2 separate regions of the Drosophila melanogaster genome follow, and region 1 is linked to region 2. A link is a contact called in public Hi-C data. All regions are on one chromosome and are shown on one strand. The core of a region is the stretch at or near the end of the contact, and the rest is flanking DNA. Distances in the headings are between cores, read along the strand shown. Region 1 holds the start of Su(var)3-7 (Suppressor of variegation 3-7). Region 2 holds the start of pps (protein partner of snf).

Region 1 (3,835 bases), core at 935-3,434, 850 kb after region 2:
ATCATTTTTTACAATTTTACAAATAAAGATTTATTAACTTATATTTATAATTACTGGCATTTTTTCAATTGATTGATTCTGATTGATTCAATCTGATATTACATGTTGTTTGTTCGTTACAGTTGATAAATTCGCCTGATGGAGTGATTTTTACTATCTTTACCTACAGAACATACATTAAACTATCATGCGATAAACTTTTTATCACATGGTATTGTACATGCGTAATATTTACCCTTCAGAGAATTCGCTTTGTATCATTCACAATAAGTAAATCACAATTGTTACCCACACACAAGAAGTGGTTTCCATTGATTACAGCTCTTCCGTGATATCATTCTCTGAGAAAATTCACAATTTATACTTTGCTGGCAAACCAAGGTCAGGAAAACACTTTTTGAAATGCAGTTAGTGAAATATTAAAGCGAACCTAATACCTTAATGAGCCCATTTATTGGGCACTTAAATTTCTAAACGGATGAAATGTAATGAAGCCATTTCATAGAACAAAAACACCATCAGATAGATTTAAAGAATAAATGCACGCCACACTACAACAACTAATAAATAACTTTATTAATGAAAATCAGTTAACAAAATTAAAAAATGAAAGCACTAGCATATATTCTAATTGCCGTATTGAGCACGGTTTGGAACCGATTCCAAAGTCCAGGTGAATTTATTTGGTGGTAGAAGCCACTGTCGCATTCTGCTGACCACTGCCTGAGGCTTCAGCTGCTCCAGACCTGGAGTTTCCCGCGAGATCCGGAAGTCCGGCGACCTCAGAGAGCGCCTCCTGTTCGCAAAGAGCACGCAACTCGAGCTCCCCAATGAGCTGCATTACCCGGATCTTACCCTCGGTGGCCAGTTTGGGCGGCAAGTTCTTGACGGTGGCACATATGCTGTCGAAGAACAGCTCCAATGAGTCGCGCGGTGGCGTTATAGGTGACAATGGTTGCAGTTGATAAGATTGCAGCGGGCGGGCAGCATAGGAGGGCGTCGTGTGTATAGGCGTTATGGTGGCCTTGGAATTGATCTCCTGAGCTTGGCACATCCCACTGAGTGGAGTACTGTGCACTGGAACTTTTTTAATGGTGATCCTGCATGGCGGAGCTACTGTTGCTGTTGCTGAGGATGTGGGATAGGCGGAGACAGTGGTCGGAAGACTTTGAGGCCCCTCGTTGATGGTCACGTGTAGTGGCAGATAATCCAGCATGCCAGAATTCTGTGAGTCGGTCTCCGAAGTGCGGCGCTGCTGCTTAATGACGGGCTCCGTTTCGAGATCATTTTGTGCTTCCAGTTCTTGAGTCCGCTTCTCATCGTCCTCGCAGTCGCCCTCTGTTTCGTCAAGTTCTCCCTCCTCCTCATCTTCTGTCTCGTCGTCTTGGGGATCTGTTCCGTATTGTAGTAGACCCTCCTCGTCCTCGGTATCCTCCCACTTCATCGCACCGGAGCTGGATCCATTGAAGCTCGAATTGTTTGCCTTGGCTGGCAATGATTTTCTTTGTGCATTTTCCGAGTGCTTAATGCTACCCTCGTGCTTTCCCAGATCAGATCTCTTGCAGCTGAGCCTGCACTCGCACACCGCGCAGAACACGAAGTGCGGATCCGTCTCATCCGGGAGCAACCACGGATATATCGCCTGGTACTCCGGCTTTGTCTTGGGTCGAGGATATTTCAGCAGGGCGCACGGCCGGCGTGGCCTGTATTCGGAGCGTAGGGCATCTCTGGGCGGCGAATATAGTCAGTGAACATAAGACCCTGGTCTCTTACTTTGGTATACTCACAGTTTTTCCTGAGTTAACTGGAGGTTTGACATTTGGGTAGTCTTTTCCAAAATATAAACAAAATCCAGTGAGGTATGACCGTGCGCACATGCATAGAAATACCGCATAACCCGTTTTGCACATGCTGTAAGAGTTGTCACCCACACCGGTTGTTTGTTTCTACACACTTTATTTTAAATATTCAACGATATATGAATCATATGCTAATGCATGTAATTTCTTTATATGCTTTCTAAGCATAATGTTCATGTAGTTATTAAATAAATAATTGCAGTTATACTATGAACAGTACGTTTTAAGACCGTTCTCAATAAAGTGACCAGTCCAGTCCCTCAGTTGCATTTTATGTATTTTTTGAACTTCCTTAGTATATGGTCCTTAGCCCGCCGGTTTAATGCAACAGTACGGTCACATTGGCCATCGCCTTGACAGCGATTCTGAGTTTTCGCTTGCGATTATTTTTATTTTTTTAGTTTATAACCGTATACTGTGATCTCCCAAAAGCTAACAAATATTAGAGCAAAGTGCCTGGATAACCAGTATCTCGTGATGGATCGGGATTCGAGCATGCAGGCGAAAAACCTAGATGCTCAATGCAACCCAGACCTCAAAATGGCGTCTGCAAATTCAGAAACTTTAGCGTCGGCAACGCACGAGCTGAAAATTATGGACGTAGAGGGTGGTGCTCTGGTGGATCCGGATCACATCGAGGAAGTGGAGACCTCCATGGTCATCGTGGTGGATGATGACGATGGGGATGTGGCCATGGTGGTGGAGGAGGACAAGCACCCGATGCGGGATGACCCGTGTATTGAGGACATCATGGATGACGAACATGCTCCATTGGTGGCCGAGCTACAGTCCGCTCTAAATAACCCAGACGACAAACAGGCCAGCGAGGATCCCCTCCTGGAAGACCAGGAACGTGAACCCGATGCCATGTCCACTAAAACTGAACCCTCCAGCGATGCGGAGAGCTCCCATTCGTACCACGATCCCATGGGCCTGCTGGAGAGGATTGAAATCCATGATCCGGGAGACAGCCAGGATGACGACGACGAGGATGACGAAAGCAGCAATGGCGGTGGCGTTGACGGAGGCATGCGCCGCAAGATGCCCCGCGCACAGCGCTGGCTCCTCTGGATGAAGCGTTGGCCCTGGATCCTACACGAGGACTCCGATGGCACCTTAGCGTTCTGCCTTTACTGCAACATATCCATTAACGTGAACAACCGCTCTAGACACATCCAACAGCACAACGTGTCGCTCTCCCACCAGGAACGCGAGTGCAACTATCTGGCATTCAAGAAAAGTGAGGAGGAAACTCGAGGAGCGTAAGTGTCACAGTTTTAAAGATTACAAAAAAGAGTACAGAAATCTAAAATTCGGAGAAATCAAGTTAATTAATCCGCCGTATAAAGTAAAAGCTCAACTCTTCAAATGCCTTTCACTTTGTAAAGGGTTTGTACCGAAATCCAGAAAGCCCACTGTAGTGTGAAAAAAACTGCCAACTTAATGAAGGGAGCACTGCTCCGAGTCCGCATTAATTTTCCAACGTGTAGCAATTGTTTGACACAAAGAAACTGGTGTATGATAGGCTTGGTCGCGGTTCAGAATAGATTTTACATATATTACACTCCCTGCTTTCAATGAGGGTAGCTCTACTCGTAATGTTAGTAAGATTTGCACCTTTAAAAAACGAAATACCGAAATCATATTGAGATCACCGAAAGTTTGCGAACACTTATTAACTCCCAATTATCCGTAGAATCAGCGACAACGAAATCAAGCACGAATTCGGCACCAAGAGCTATGTGGCCGCCATGAAGCAAAAACGAATCTCCGAGACCGAGGCATTTAACAACTTCAACTGGCTGCGTTGGCTCCGTTGGCATCCTTGGCTTGAACGTTCCATGCCCACAGGGACCATCGGGACATGTCGCATCTGCAGCGTGCGAATGAACGTGGAGTTTGTCTATTTGCGCAAGCGCCACGAAACCACCAAAGGTCACATGGAGGCACTGCGCAACCTAGATTCCGATAAGCGG
Region 2 (3,559 bases), core at 913-3,412:
GTGTATCAGCAGATAACGCTTATCTTTTTCAGATAGTAAATGCAGCGTAAATCTCATGGCGACAAAGTAAAATATATATAAATATGTATAATTAAAGTATTGTTTTAAAGTTTCCCATAGAAACTTGACAAACCTTTAGATGTCAACTGATGAGACCTTATTTATTTATTGGGTATTCCATAATTTGATTATGATACAGATTATATTACATATGTTTACGCGTGGAATATAGTTTAAAAGCTCTAAACCGGCGAATCATATTTACAGGTCATGGTTGCCTCGATGTCCTCCACCGTTCGCGGCACAATCGCAAAGTTCTCCACGCCAGTCTTCGTGATGAGCACATCGTCCTCGATGCGCACACCTCCGAAATTCCGGAAGCGATTGAACATCTCTGCGTTAATGAATTTAGCAATGTTCGGATCGGCCAGAGCGCGGTCCATCAGCCAGTTGATGAAGTAGCAGCCGGGTTCGATTGTGACATACATGCCGGCCTTAAGGATGCGGGCAAAGCGCAGCTTGCTCAGCCACGGTTCACTGGGGCGCTTGGGCTCCTTGGGCAGATAGCCGCCCACGTCGTGCACATCCAGACCGATCAAGTGGCCCAGGCCATGTGGCTGGAACACGCCCGAAACACCTGCCTCGAGCATCTCCTCCACATCGCCCTTGAGCATGCCGCCCTCCTTCAGGCGCTGCAGCAACACCCTGCCCGCCAGCTTGTGCATGTCCACCCAGGAGACTCCGTCACGGGCTGACTCTGTGACCGCATTGCGGGCATCCAGCACGGCATTGTAGATGAACTTCTGGTCGTCGGTGAACTTTCCATTGGCCGGGAATGTGCAGGTTATGTCGGCCGCATAGCCACAATAGTTGGCTCCCATATCGAACAGGCAGAGATCACCATCCTGGACGGGCTTGCTGTTGGGTGCGCCCGCGTGTCCATAGTGCAAGATCGACGAGTTCGTTCCGCTGCCGCATATGCAGGTGTAGGAGGCATGCCGGCAGCCGCCCACGGAGTAGGCGTGGTGCAGGAACAGGGATTCGCCCTCAAATTCCATTCTACCGGGACGCATAAACCGCATCACCTTGATGTGCGCGTCCGAGGATACCTTGGCCACGTAGCGCAGCACCTCGATCTCTTCGGGTGACTTGATCACTCGGCACTCAGAGAGAATTGGATACAGCAGATTGCAGTCAGTCACATACTTCTCCTTGCCAGCAAAGTCGGGCGGCTGAAGGGTGAGCCCGCTATCGCTGTTGGTGCCACTCAATGTGAGTATCAGCTTGGGCGACGCCCCCTCCAGATAAACACTCATTTCGTCAACATAAAACACCTCGTCCACCTCGTACATGGCCTTGAACTCCTGCAGCCCAAGCAGTTCGCCCATCCAGGTGCCGTACTCATCGGGAAAGCGAGGAACAAAGAGAACACTTTTCTGTGCACCAGTTTTCACATCAATGGTTAGGATGCCGTAGCAGCCCGGCTCCTTGACACCGAACAAGTACTGGAAATAGGACTCCTGCCGGAAAACGTAGTCCACGTCGGTGTTGTACAGGCTCTGGTCCTTGCCGCCCTCGAGGAGCACCAGCAGGTTGCCGTCGTTGAACTTGAGGCCCGGCAGCAGCTCCTTAAGGATGGCCTTGCCAGCACGATCCCTGTTGTTCCGGAAGAGGGTCATGGGCACTGCGTAACCCGATCCCATCTGAAAGGCGGCCATGGTGTTGCGACGGAGGACAAAGTTTAACTGGCGCTCTGGACAACAATGAGTGCTCGAGCAAGTGAGATTAGCTGATAATAGCCAATAACCGGGCTAACAAAGGCAGTAAATTATGTGGGTTTTATCAGTGTTTTTTGTTTTCTGTTTTCGCAAAAGTATGACCGAGAACTGAACGCGAAAAAAAACAAGCTTAAATTACAATTCATCGATCGGGAATTTTATTTTTTTAAATATATTCTTTAATATTTTTAATTAGCTCAATTCATTTATTTATCATACGGTTTTCCTTTTTGGCAGCCGACCTTGAAAATAAAGGATTTCCCTAAATAAACACAGATTAACATTTTGTTCAAATGAGCTAGCAATTGAAACTAGTTCCGCAGAGCGAGGCACAGAAACTATCGATAACCTACAGCATCGGCATCATTCCCAAGTCTGGTCACACTGGAAGTGGCTTTTTTTGCAAATTTTATTTTCATAATTGAGAAAAATTTGCATTTTAAAGCGAAACAGCAACGGATTAAGCTCTCGAATCTCAACAATATAACAGCCAGCTTGTGGGCGCAGCCAGCAGAGCATCACCAGTATTAAGTATAGGGCGAACGCAGCCCAGTGACCGTTTTCCACCTACTATCCAATTTCAATGTCGGCGTCACAACGCGGCGGATGCAACAACAAATGAGTCGTTGTTCTGTTCCAAGCTAATTAAGTACACGCTGTGTGGGCCGCCGACTCCAATGCGCCGCTAGCGGGGATCACGAGCAGTTGGCGTCATGTCCAGTTCGGTGTTTACGGAGGCGCCCAGCGCCCGGCCGGCGGCAGCCGAAGCCGACTCCAATCTGGTTGTGGTCTACAGCAAGAGCGGAATCTCCTTCGACGAGCGTGCGATTGGGAACATCATGGGTAAGTGGGTCCAATAGGCCTGACACACGCTCATTGCTCCCCACACTGACATGGGCTTGTTGCAGAGGAAAAATCGATTTCCACCATTAGCGTGGTGCGGATTACATCGCCCACGCCGAGCATGGTGGACCAAGAGGAAGACGAACGGCTGGAGGAGCTGGCGAACTTTATGGAAACTGCCACCGACTCGGAGCTGGACAGTGACAATGGCAGCCAAAGTGGTGGCGATAATGCCAGTGAGATGGATGAACACGACGAGGAGAACCATAACACCGGTGACGACAACAATAGCGACTCCACGGAGACGGAAGCCGATGCCCCGCGCACACGCAAGCGAGTTGGCCGAAAGCCCAAGGCCATCAAAAAGCGAAAGCGACGCAAACCCAAGGAGCGTCCACAAATTGTGGGTTTGCGAGTGGAGCAGTTTTATGCGGACAACACGGCTGATATGGTTGTGAAAAATGCACTGAGTAAATAACGTACATCGATGTGGTCCAAATGATAAAGCAAAACAACATCATTATTTCGAGCACAACGAAAGTAAACGAACTTTAGCTTTCAACTAATTTGTATTCTATTTACAGAGCTTGCCGGAGTTTCCGTCTACAAAAGGACTGCGGAGACAGACGCTCTTATGGAAGTTATTCGAAATGACCACAACTACACACCGTTTACCTCGCCAGAGCAGCTGAAGAACCACAAGCGCGATGAGAAGATGGCCATGGAAATGCAGGCCCAAAGCCGCAAAATCATAATGCAGGCACCGGGCAGTGTCAAGCTAATCAATGCCAAAAAACGAGTCCAGGCCATACCCTTAAGCCCGGTGCAGGTCAAGGTCCAGAGACTGCCAGTCAAGCCCCACCAAGTTCAGCAGGCAGCGCAGCTGCAACCGAAAGTGCAGCTGATCCGCAAGCCCATCCATTCGCCACTGCCAAGAC

Evidence for each region. Hi-C and Micro-C count contacts between places; a contact is called where the count stands out from the background.
Region 1: a Hi-C map of the Kc167 cell line shows a contact between it and region 2, with 2.8 times the contacts expected there. The contact joins the promoter of Su(var)3-7 here to the promoter of pps in region 2. A contact is called at or near these places in 15 of 107 Hi-C or Micro-C datasets (the D17-c3 cell line, the Kc167 cell line, the S2 cell line and 7 more).

Annotation. Positions count from the first base shown.
Region 1 is chr3R:13,262,180-13,266,014 of dm6, forward strand. Su(var)3-7 (Suppressor of variegation 3-7) reads left to right here and starts at 2,185. Exons shown (of 5, transcript NM_079618.4): 1 at 2,185-3,121; 2 at 3,556-3,835. The coding sequence starts at 2,337. It overlaps Ravus (ravus), which reads right to left and starts at 1,882. Exons shown (of 2, transcript NM_169498.3): 1 at 1,788-1,882; 2 at 554-1,727. The coding sequence starts at 1,819. The coding sequence ends at 680. It overlaps CG11686, which reads left to right. Exons shown (of 3, transcript NM_143947.4): 3 at 1-48.
Region 2 is chr3R:12,411,666-12,415,224 of dm6, forward strand. It overlaps pps (protein partner of snf), which reads left to right and starts at 2,163. Exons shown (of 11, transcript NM_141936.2): 1 at 2,163-2,621; 2 at 2,687-3,091; 3 at 3,206-3,559. The coding sequence starts at 2,492. It overlaps Dip-C (Dipeptidase C), which reads right to left and starts at 2,094. Exons shown (of 1, transcript NM_001300377.1): 1 at 144-2,094. The coding sequence starts at 1,718. The coding sequence ends at 243. CG5196 reads left to right here. Exons shown (of 5, transcript NM_141934.2): 5 at 1-103. It also overlaps sncRNA:649.